Linked DNA regions of Mus musculus: all the other regions are linked to region 3. The links are chromatin contacts, called in public promoter capture Hi-C maps. All regions are on one chromosome and are shown on one strand. The core of a region is the stretch at or near the end of the contact, and the rest is flanking DNA. Distances in the headings are between cores, read along the strand shown.

What was found. Promoter capture Hi-C pulls out the DNA fragments that hold promoters and counts their contacts.
Region 1: a promoter capture Hi-C map of liver shows a contact between it and region 3, with 4 times the contacts expected there. The contact joins the promoter of Hsf2bp here to the promoter of Cmtr1 in region 3.
Region 2: a contact with region 3 is called in a promoter capture Hi-C map of pre-B cells, with 4 times the contacts expected there. The contact joins the promoter of Uqcc2 here to the promoter of Cmtr1 in region 3. A contact is called at or near these places in 2 of 39 promoter capture datasets (liver and pre-B cells).
Region 4: a promoter capture Hi-C map of pre-B cells shows a contact between it and region 3, with 4 times the contacts expected there. The contact joins the promoter of Nudt3 here to the promoter of Cmtr1 in region 3. A contact is called at or near these places in 2 of 39 promoter capture datasets (liver and pre-B cells).

Annotation. Positions count from the first base shown.
Region 1 is chr17:32,032,939-32,035,894 of GRCm38.p6, reverse strand. It overlaps Hsf2bp (heat shock transcription factor 2 binding protein), which reads left to right and starts at 1,387. Exons shown (of 8, transcript NM_028902.1): 1 at 1,387-1,450; 2 at 2,484-2,634. The coding sequence starts at 1,403.
Region 2 is chr17:27,132,414-27,135,299 of GRCm38.p6, reverse strand. It overlaps Uqcc2 (ubiquinol-cytochrome c reductase complex assembly factor 2), which reads left to right and starts at 1,409. Exons shown (of 4, transcript NM_026063.2): 1 at 1,409-1,560. The coding sequence starts at 1,423.
Region 3 is chr17:29,659,126-29,661,900 of GRCm38.p6, reverse strand. It overlaps Cmtr1 (cap methyltransferase 1), which reads right to left and starts at 1,306. Exons shown (of 24, transcript NM_028791.6): 1 at 1,130-1,306. The region is part of intron 7 of Gm28043 (predicted gene, 28043); the gene reads right to left.
Region 4 is chr17:27,621,978-27,624,861 of GRCm38.p6, reverse strand. It overlaps Nudt3 (nudix (nucleotide diphosphate linked moiety X)-type motif 3), which reads left to right and starts at 1,410. Exons shown (of 5, transcript NM_019837.2): 1 at 1,410-1,775. The coding sequence starts at 1,677.

The DNA of each region.
Region 1 (2,956 bases), core at 138-2,637, 2.4 Mb before region 3:
TGAGATTTGTAGAGGAGCGAGAACAACCCATCCCTGCAGCATCAGGGGCACTTACAGAGGTGTGGTGTAGTGAGCAATCCTTTTTTGCAGGGTCCTAGGATAGATCTAGGGGTGTGTAGTGGCAAGACAGCAAGCCTTCCGCCGCATCTTGAGACAGGTGCAGGCTTGTTGAATGGGGAATCAGCAAATCCACACACACGACGTCTGGGTGAGATGCAGGGATGTCTATTGTAGAGGGAAATTTTGAGGATCTAACTTGACTCTGTAAGTCCTGCATTCAAAACACACAGTTCTAAGCAGTGGGTAGTGAGATTTTCAAACACCAGGACCAAAAATGCAAGCTGGGGAGCAAATGTTTTTTTGTTGTTGTTGTCGTTGTTTGTTTGTTTTGACTCACATTCCATATTACTGTTCGCCATGGAAGGAAGCCAGGACCAGACCTCACCCAGGACAGGACCCTGGAGGCAGGAGCTGATGCAGAGGCCATGGAGGGTGCTCCTTACCGCCGTGCTCTTTGCAGTTTGCTCAGCCTGTTTTGTTTTTGTTTGTTTGTTTTTTTTTTCGAGACAGGGTTTCTCTGTATAACCCTGGCTGTCCTGGAACTCACTTTGTAGGCCAGGCTGACCTCGAACTCAGAAATCCGAACCCAGGACCACCAGTCCAGGGATGGCCCCGCCCATAATAGGTGGGGTCCTCCCCATCAGTCACTAAGACAATGCCTTACAGGCCTGCTACAATCTGATTTTATAGAGACATTTTCTTTACTGAGGTTCCCTCCTCCCATGACTTTAGCTCGTGTCAAGTTGACATAAACCAGCACAAGCGGGAACATACTAAACCAACATAAAAGAAGGCTTTTAACAATTGTGCAAACTTTAGGGACATCTAAAACTCTACGTTATCAAACATGAGAATTATTAGATTAGTATATTCTTCCAAGCTTTGGTGATTTAATTTTGATTTTTTTTTTTTTACCCCCATGTAGCCCAGCCTAGATTTTCCCATGCTATGTAGCAAGTTTGTCTTGAACTCCAGCTTCCGCCACCCAAGTGCTGGCACAGAAGCACTTGGGGCCAAGGGACGATGAGGTTTTCCCTGCGCGGTTTCTCACAGTGTATAGGTTTGGTTGTAGCATCTTCTCTCTAAACAGGGAAGGACGGATTCTGCTTGACTCTCAGGCCTCACTTTGCAGGTAACAAGTCTGAAACGCAACTGAAGTAGGAAAGCTACAGTAGAATCCAGGTCCATCTCATCCCTGGACCCAGAAAGCGAGAGTGAAGAGCAAATCGTCGAGATTTGAACCTTGTGGCTTTCCGTATCGTGGGGCATCTTAAGATTCCCGCGTTTTTGTGTGTGCGTGTTAGCGAGCTCTGCGCAGGCGCACGAAGCTGAGGCAGCGGCTATGGCCGCAACCGTGGGCGACGGGTCCGGTACTGAGGAGGCCTGCCGGGTCAGTGGGTGCCCTACATATGGGAGCTGCTGCTGATTACTCCCCTCAGGGCGGATCCAGTGCCTGAGGAGATGTCCCTGTAGCCCTGAGGGGACCTGGCCAGGAGCTGCGCGAGGGTGGGCCAGGGCCGGAGACAAGAGGCACAGTTCCAAATCATCTGCGGATGCCTCAGGTTAAAAAGTGGTAGCCCAGGCCTTAGGCCTTGAGGCTCCGGGGAGCCGGAGCTGAGAACTCACTTATCTGGGTTCTGCCCCTGATGCCCCTTCATGAGAGGGCCTGGTTAATGCCTACTTCCGGTAGGATGCCATTGTATGATGGTGTGAATGTTAGGGGTCAGCAAAAGCCAAATGCGGCCGCAGGGATCCCACCCGAGCGGTTCAGCCTGGGGCGCATTAACTTGCAGGCATTTTCTTTTGGCTTTTAGGAATATGAGTTCGGTTTTTCCCCTTACGTATTTCCATTCCCTCCTCCACCATATTTGTTCTTACTGAATCAGTCTTGACATGTTGCTCAGGCTGGCCTCCAACGCTTGGGCAAAGCCATATTTCACCCTCAGTCTCTTGAGAAGCTAGGACTGTGGGTGTGAATCATCACCCTTGTCCCCGTCATCATGGCCCTCTGTATATAAAGCCCATGTGTACACACACATCTATATCCATATATGTGTAACAGGAGGGACATTAGGTGCCAAGAGTGGTGGAAGAGACTGTAACCCAGCACTATGGAGGCAGAGGCCTACACACTGCTTAGTCTACATAGTTCCAGAACAACCAAAGCTACGCAGTGAGACCCTCTCAAAAACCAAATAAAAACCTTAACACACACACACACACACACACACACACACACAGGTACGTATGTAAACACATTTGTGAGGCAATTATGAATGTAAGAGGCATGAAAGAAAAACACATTTGTGAGGCAATTATGAATGTAAGAGGCATGAAAGAAAAGGGAGCAAGTCGATTTGGGATGCTAGTTCTAGTCATCTGAAGAGAAATACTACAATGCTAAGATCTACTTGTTCTTTTAGAACATGGAATCTAAAGAAGAATTTGTTAAAGTCAGAAAGAAGGACCTGGAACGGCTGACGACGGAAGTGATGCAAATACGGGACTTCTTACCCAGAATACTAAATGGGGAGTTACTGGAAAGTTTCCAGAAATTAAAGATGGTAGAAAAAAGTGAGTCTTACCTCATGCATGCCACTTGTCTTTGGGTGGGCAGGGGAGTTGAGCGAAGTTCAGGATTGCTAGGACTTGTCTATCCAGATGTTTGACATTTGAGCAACATACCAGATATGAGTCTGGAACCCTGTTAAATTTTTTGGGAGGTATTTGGAGCTTTTGTCAGCACTTTACCAATTGGGACTGGATTGCAATGACATCAGCTTTTGGTGGGTAAGGCTAATTTTTCAAGTTACATCTGACTGCCAGCTCTCATAGTGTGGCTTTATAGTGTACACCTTAAAAACCCAAGTAATGGTTAGAGCTGTAAGTCCAAATA
Region 2 (2,886 bases), core at 160-2,659, 2.5 Mb after region 3:
GTGTTAGCCATGAAGCTGGGTGGCTTTCCTGAGGTTCATTTACTCCCTACTTCCAGGCATTGAGGGCCCCGGGTGGGCTGGAAGCCACAAGGGCCCACCCAGGTATGGCTTTAAAGAGCACTCGCCTGGCCACAGCCAACTTGGGAGTCAGGGGTGGCGAGACCCCTTGCCCTGTCTTGGGCTGTAGGGGGAGTAACTTGATGGCAGCAAATGGTTCTCCCTTCCACCTGAGGTACAAGTGTGGTAAGAGGTTGAGAAAGGTGCCAGGGTGCCAGGGAAAGTTCGTGCCCACTGCCTCCTTCTGTGGTCTCCCTTCCTCTACCGGCTACACTGCAAGGGCTGGCCAGACAGACAGTCCCGTGAGCTGCCCCACCCCCACCCCAGGAATTGCTCCCTAGGTTGTGAATGTTGAGAGACATTAGGGTCTGACAGACCTAGTTTGGAATGTGGCTTTGTTCATTCATTCATTCATTGAGCACTAATTTACAGAGTGAGTTCCAGGACACCTGGGGCTGCACAGAGAAACCTTCTTTCTCAAAAGAAAAATCACACACACACACACACACACACACACACACATATGATACCCATGTGATATATATATTATGTTAAATTTTGCCATAATAAAAACACTCATTCTTAGAGCTAGAGAAATTAGTTATTAAGAGCATTTATTGCTCTTACAGAGAATCAGGTTCGGTCCCCAGAACTGACACATGTACATGGTGCAGGTAAACACTCATACATATTAGAATAAAGAAAACACACTATAAAAAAATTGTTTTAAAGATTTCCAGGCTGCAACAATGTTTTTGGTTCTTCATAAGAAACCGCTCCATGTGGTGAGCAATGTGACCGGGAGGCTGGAGATGTAGCTAAAGAACTCTATCAGAGGTCCATGTGGTAGAGATAAGTACAGGGTGATGAGTGTGAGTGGGGCAGCTGTGTGTGTGTGTGTGTGTGTGTGTGTGTGTGTGTGTGTGTGTGTGTGTGTGTGTACACGACGGACGGTGTGTGTGTGTGTGTGTGTGTATGTGTACACGACGGACGTTAAGATCAAACACATATCCATCCAATAACAACCTGTATTTACATGCAAATGTTTCGTTTATGCAAAACAGCAGAGGTCTCGGGGGAAGCTTTTTCAGTCTCGAGCTTGTGAAGTCATTGAAAACGAAGAGCAAAGCTTTCCCCAGGGTACACCGCGTTAGCTTTGCCCCTGGGAGCTGGGCGAGTACCAGAACCAAGAAGCTGAAGAGCTCAGACCTCGCTCTCAAAGGTGAGCAGCGCCGCTGCCTGGAGGGGTGTGGGCCGTTGGTAGAACTGCGCATGTCCACGGGGAAGGCCAGTGCGCCTTAGTGCGCACGCGCCCTCTGCGGTCTTGACTACTCCCCCCCAGGGGCGGGGCAAGCGGGGCCCAAGATGGCCGCTCTCCGCTACCGGCGTTTCCTTAAGCTCTGTGAGGAATGGCCAGTGGACGAGACCAAACGGGGCCGGGACTTGGGCGCTTACCTGCGGCAGCGGGTAGCGCAGGCCTTCCGGGAGGGAGAGAACACCCAGGTGACCGGAGGGGAGGAGGGTGGGCACGTCGAAGCGATGGGCGGCAAGGGTGGGGGATCTGCGCATGCGTCGGCCGCTGCCAGGCTGCACGTGCGCGAGGTACCCATCTTGCAGTTAGCTGCGGAGTGCGACGCCTTCTGCGCAGTTTCCTTCCTTGTCTGCACAGTGTAGTAGTCAGTGAAGCGGCCCTGAGGTCCAGATGCCACTAAAGAGTCAAATTGTAAGGCGGGGTTGTTTCTTCCTTACCATCGTTAATGTGTCTGCGAGCCCAGCCTATCCCCAGACACCTCCAGCTAAGCCTCACTGCCTTCCGTCACTGTGAAACTGAGTCTCCCACACAGGTCCCTTGTGTGAGTAGTAGACCTTCTCGCCCCACTCAGGTTTAGGTTACCTTACCAAGCACGGCCATGTGCATGCATAGAACTAGGTTAGTTTCCAGGGAAATCGCAGTGAATTAGATGAGGTCTTTCTCCTTTTGCCTTTGGATTCTTATTCAGGACACGAGGAACAAATAGACTCATAAGACAGTTCCAATGAGTACTCTGATCGTGGTAAATGTAACATTAGTCGGGTTCCTGAGGCTTGCCTGAGGAAGTTACACATAGGTCGGTCTCGAGGCAGGGAGACAGTGAACACTGACTGCACTTCGGGAAGGGTGGCCAGGCACTTCAGAGGAAACCAAACTGACATATTACAGAAAAGAAAGCAAGCCTACGGGTAGTGAGTGGCATGTCTACAGCTAAGATTTGAAGCTGAAGGAAGGCAGGAGCCAGGCACAATACAGATTTTTTTTTTTTTTTTTTTACCAACAGATATGTCTCTGTACCCTGTTAATGCAGTGCCCACTGGGGCCAGAGGAGGGCATTGGATCCCCTGGAACTGAAGTTAGAAGTGGTTGTGAGCCACCATGTGGGTACTAGGAATCAAACCTAGGTTCTTTTTAACTGCCCAGCCACCTGCACTAGGGGTCAGATCTTACCAGGAAGCAAGGGAGAAGCCACCGGGGACATTTAGTCAGGGGACTGACGTGCCCTGATTTTCAAAGGTTCCTCTGGTGCTCTGGCATTGGGGAACAAGGAGCTGCAGAGAGCCTGCCGTGGTAGCACCGGAAGAGAGAGATGCCGGTGGTGGTTTGGATAATGGTAGTGGCACAGGAGACAGAAGTAACAGAAAGCAGACCATAATGTGCGGGTCACATCAGCAGCGCGGGTGTCCTGGATGTGGGGTGAAGGAGAGGAACCAAGGACAGCTCCCAGATTTCCCCTTTTCTTTTTTTGGCTTGAGCAGCTGGTTGCTGAAACGGGAAAGACTTAGATGGAGCAGGTG
Region 3 (2,775 bases), core at 57-2,556:
AAGTCAAAAAAAAATTACAAAATCTTCAGGAAAAGTAGTGTATTCAAAGAACTCAGAAAAGAGAAAAGACTTAAAAGTTGGAGGTACACTGGTATCTTTGGGGAACAGGGACGCTGGGATACAAGAACAGACTTCTCTGGCGTTTGAGTCAGACATATAGTTTTAAGACCATGTGTTGTTTTGACTATGAACTGATACTCAATATTGTCTATGAAAATCAGAGCCAGTTCAACTTATTTCAAAATATTTGCTGGGGTGGAGGGAGAATGAGCATCAGCAGTCGAGGTAAGAAAGTAATGGAATTTGAAGGGATATAGCAATCCCTCCCCTTGAAACCTAGCAAAAGGTTTCCGTATTTCCAGCCCGAGGATGAACCTGTGGACCCAATGTACGATCATCCCAATCTCAGGTGGCAATTTCCTAAGTGACAGTAGCAGTGCCTATTAGAGGAAAGCAGGAAAGCCAGGCGACTGAGCCAACAGAAAGCCAGGCCCGAGGAGCCACATTTTTACTTGACATCACAGATAGGTGAGCCTACTGGAAAGCTCATCGCTGAGGCTTCACAGCACATAAAATGGGTCTCATTTAACTCTTAAGTCGTCCCGGTGGGTGTGGGTGAAGCGGGGGTGGGGGGTGCCACTGGGAACTCAGTGTGGTCTGCGATGGGGCAAGTGAGAGAACAGGAAACAGCTTTGTAGAAGGGCAAGGCGGCAGATACGAACGTCCCCCTCCACCACAGCACCTTCGACTGGGGCCTCGCAGGGAATCCAAGCCAATCCTCTCATTTCCTCGGCCAGGGGAAGGCCAAAGGGCTATCGAGTGACCTACAATGGCAGACGCGCTGTGACCAGGCACTTCTAAGCGCTGCTAACCCCCGTATGCAGAGGGGAAAGAAGGGAACGCCATCTCCCCGACGGAGCTTCTCCTTTGGAAACGTCAGGTGTGATACTGTGTGCGCGGCGACCAGCAGCAGCGGCAACCTCGGCTCCGAGAGGTTGCTGGGGACAAGACAGGGGGCAGGAGCAGAGAGAGGCTACCCGAAAGCGGGCAAAGCGGCCGCCGCAGGGGAAGGATGCTGTGCCCGTGCGCCCGCCCGCTCGCACCCCCGGGGCCGCGCGCCTGCACTCACGCTGAGGGGATGGGGCGAGTAGCCGGCGAGCGGAGACGAGGGACCAGGCCGCCACTGTCGCCGCCCAGGCTGGCCCTGCAACCTCCTCCTCCCTCACTTTCGTTTTCCTCGCAGGGCCGGCTAGCTGCGCGGTCGCGCTCGGAACCCGCCCCGCGGGCGGCGCCGCTTGATAACGTCACGAGCCCGCCAGCCCCGCCCCCGCTGGGCTCAGGCTTGGCCCTGGGGAACTGCCCAGGTCGCACAGCGCGCAGGACCCGAGGCGCCTGCGCGGAAGGGGGACCGCGAAAGAATGGGGGGGCAGAGAAAAGCCACTAGGAAAATAACCCTTGTCTACTCTCGCCCTAAAGAAGGGAAATCAATACTTCACCTCAGTTTATTCATCTTGTTATGGATTACCTGAAGAAGGAAAACTCCCAAGATGTCTTAATAAATCATGTGGAGTCTTTATTATTTATTACCACCGGTGGGGCTGTCTCAGGCAGAGGAGCGGGAAGCACCCTCGGACCTCCAGTTTGTTCGACATTTTAAAGACAAGGACTGCAACTGTGATGTATACAGAAAGGCAGCTCCAAACATGTGCAACAAGCAAACATTGCTTTTTTTTTCTTTTCAGAAGCAGAGTGATAACAATTAAATGGTCAGGCAGTTAACCTTTAGGTCAGAATCACAATCACATGGTATAGAAATTTATGGCTGATCAAGAGACCAGTTTAGCATAAGATTTAATGACTGGTCGAAGTGACCGGAGACGAATTTTTGCCCAAAATAGTTTTAGCAATGAAAGTATTCTTAGGAGCTAGGTGGTAGTGTCGAACACCTTTAATGCCAGCACTCAGAAAGCAGAGACAGGCATATCTCTGTGAGTTCGAAGCCAGCCTAGTCTACATAGCTACTTCCAGGACAGCCAGGGATATATTGTAAGACCCTGACTTGGAAAGTGGGAAAAAAAAATCCTAGAAAGTGTTTCACAACATGGCGTAACTAGTTTGGTAGCTTACTACAGTATCGTCATTATATAGATTTAAGAATACAGTCAGAGGAGCCGGGCGTGGTGGCACACGCCTTTAATCCCAGCACTCGGGAGGCAGAGGCAGGCCTATTTCTGAGTTCGAGGCCAGCCTGGTCTACAAAGTGAGTTCCAGGACAGCCAGGGCTACACAGAGAAACCCTGTCTCGAAAAACAAAACAAACAACAACAACAACAAAAAAGAATACAGTCAGAGACACAAACTGGCCAAGGTCAAAGACCTGTTCCTGTTCCATAGGACATATTTAACATTGGACTAGGCATAGCTCAGTGTCAAGACTGTTCGTCCGGTACACACCAGATCCTAGATCTGATTCTCAATGCCTCAGACTAAAAGAAATAATGGCATCTGTGGCATTTGACCATATGCACTGAGATGGGCTGTAACTCTAACTCCTCTTCCCATTTTCAGACCAATATAACTTTGTTGGACATTCTCAGCTGCGTTTGTCTCTTAAACCCCGAGACTTCAAATGTCAACATATGTTCTCCCATAATGCTGCTTTTTTTAAAAAAAAAAAGGATTTTATTTTTATTTTATGTGTATGCGTGTCCTTCATGCACGTATGTATGTATGCCACATGCATATAGTACCCTTGTAAGCCAGAAGACAGCATCG
Region 4 (2,884 bases), core at 161-2,660, 2.0 Mb after region 3:
ACATTTTCAGGCGCTCCTATCCCTGAGGCACCTTTTCAGCCAGACTTTTTACATTTTTACTTTATTGGTGTTTTGGCTGTATATATATCTGTGTGAAGGAGCCAACAGACAGTTGTGAGCTACTCTGTATGGTACCATGTGAACTACCATATACTGGGAATTGAATCAGGGTCCTCTGGAAGAACAGCCAGTGTTCTTAATCACTGAGCCATCCCTCCAGCCCCTTCATTTAGTTTTTAAAGAAGTTAGAATATGTGTGGACACATATGTCATAGAGCACATGTAGCGGTGAAGCTTGTGGGAGTTGGTTCTCTCCTTTCGCTATGTGTGCCAGGGATCTAGCTCAGGTGGTCAGGCTCCATGGCCAGTGCCCTTTTAAACTGACACATCTCTTGGGCCCCTCTAGATTATTAATGAAGTATACTACATACAAGATGATTAAAACAGGTAACGGGGACCCGTCAGATATCCCAGAAAGGTCATTTGCAGCCAGGCCTGACCACTTAAATTCAGTCTCCTGGTCCTCTGTGGTGGGAGAAAATGGATTCGTTTAAGTTGCCCTCTGACCTCACAGAAGCAATCATGGCGCACACACCTGTCCCCACAAACGTACGCTGTGCGCTTTGGGATTTATTTATAAATCTTGAATATCTTGACAGAATTTTCTAAACGTTTAGCACACGGTAATGGTGCCCGTTTTGTTGCAGGAACGCTGTAGCCCACTTTCACGTCCTCTAAGAGGGTCATCCCAGTGTTATAGTCACGGCCAGAAACCATATTTCATGATTTACGTACGTGTGCTGTGCACACTCTTACAGTCTCTCCCTTTCTGCTCCTGTTTAAGAGGATGGCGTTCTCTCTTTTCTTTCCTTCCTTTTTTATTTTCTTTTTTGCAGTGCTGAGGTTCGAACCCAGTCCCTCAAGCATGTCGCCAGGCAAGTGGCAGCTTTTGCCTTTTTTGCACAAATGGCTGCAGGACGCACATATGTCCAGACAGCTACCAACTGACCGCAAAGAGCAGCCCCGCCCCGCCCCACTCCTGATCCCCAGCAGCTAAGGTTGACAGTCTGCGGCGAGGGACAGCAGAGCGGCGCTGTCACTCTCCCTGTCATCTGAGCGGCGCGACCTTGGATCGGGCTGGGCCGCTCAGCCGGTGACCTTGGGCGGGCCCCTGCTCTCTGCCCAGCGGCGCCCGGGACCGTGGGGTCGCGGGTGGTGCCCACGCGCCGCGCCTCACCCGGCTTCCGCCATCCCCAGCCCTACGCTGTCTGCGTAGCAGCCGCGCCAGCTTCCGCGGCCTTCAGTGCAGACGCTCTCCCGCGCCGGGCGCGATTCCGGAACGCCGTCCGCGCTGCGCACGCGCGGCCGTCCGGCGAGCCCGCGTGCCTTACGCAGCTGACGCAGCGCGTCCAAAATGGCGGCGCGGTCGTCGTCGGGGGCGGCGGCGGTAGAGGGGGCGGTGGCGGTGGCGACGGCGGCCGTGACGGCGGCGCAGGGCCTGGGCCGGGGGCAATGAGGCTGTCCCGCCGCGGAGCCGTGTAGCGGACACACAGACCCTCCTCCCCGCCCTCTCGATCGAGCCTGGGGCGCGCGCGCGCGCGGCCGCCCGCCTGCAGCAGGCTCCCCTTCCCTGGACTCCGAGGCCCCGCACGGCACCCCCCACCCGGGCCCGGAGGATGATGAAGCTCAAGTCGAACCAGACCCGCACCTACGACGGCGACGGCTACAAGAAGCGGGCCGCGTGCCTGTGCTTCCGCAGCGAGAGCGAGGAGGAGGTGAGGCGCCCTGCCGGGGGTCGGCGGCGCCCGACGGGGTTTCCTGGGGAGAAGGGGGGGTGGGGAGCGGAGTGGAGAGGGCCCGGGGCAGCGGGATGCCATCCCGCGGCGGGCCGTCGGGGGTTGGCCGCCGTTCGCCCGGGGCAGTGGCTAGGCAGCTCGGCGCTCGGCACACGTGCATGGGGCGCAGGCCGGCCTTTGTGGCGGAGCGGAGGGCCGCTCCCTCCCTCCCTCCCTCCCCGCAGGGTTGCTGCTGGCCGAGGGGAGGTGGCTGCGGGCGAGCACTGGCAGCGACAAGCCGGGGCCAGCCGTTCGATTCTAACGTTGAGCTGCTGAGTCCGTATGGTTGGAGCCTGAAAAGAAAGGGCACTGGACACGGTTGTCGTCGAGGTTGTTATTCATATTGACCGGAACACTTCACGACCATCAAAAGCTGTATTTATGAAGATCTCTGTCCCGACGTTTCTCTGCTGTGCCCAATAGGATGAGTCGTAGGGTAAGCTAGGATAATAGAACGTTTTAGAGTCTTGTTCCTTTTTCCTTAAGGAACTTAAAAAAAAATTTTTTTTTCGGCTTCACAAAGCCGTTTCTGTGGTGATGAAGCGAGATTCATGAAAGGCGCGTGGTTTGTAAATCCACAAAGAATAGCTGCTTTGGAAATTCATAAAATGCCTGTGGGGACACATTGCTGTCGTGTGTGTGCATGGTGGTAAGATGGCAGTTCGCTTGAAAACAATGAAGGGCAGTGAAACTGAGTATGTTTTATCCCGGCCCTCGGCGGTGGGCTGGGGTGGCAAGCCTGCAGTACGGTGCATCGTGTTGAAATGGGCGACAGGAACTTGACCCGTTAGTTATGAAAGGCTCTGATGAAAGGGAGGATGGACTACCAGGAATCACTGTCCGGTAGATACTCAGGAGGAGGAAGAGGAGGAGGAGGAGGGGGAATTTAAATGAAATGACGGCCTGAAGAAAATCCGTGAAAGCATTCTTTGTGCTGTTGAGGGATTGCAAAACAGGAGTTTTGGAAATGTATACTTTGTTACTTTCCTTCATTACCAAAGGTCCCCGAAAGACGCGCTTTGTAAGTAAGCAAGGTCAAGTTTTAAATG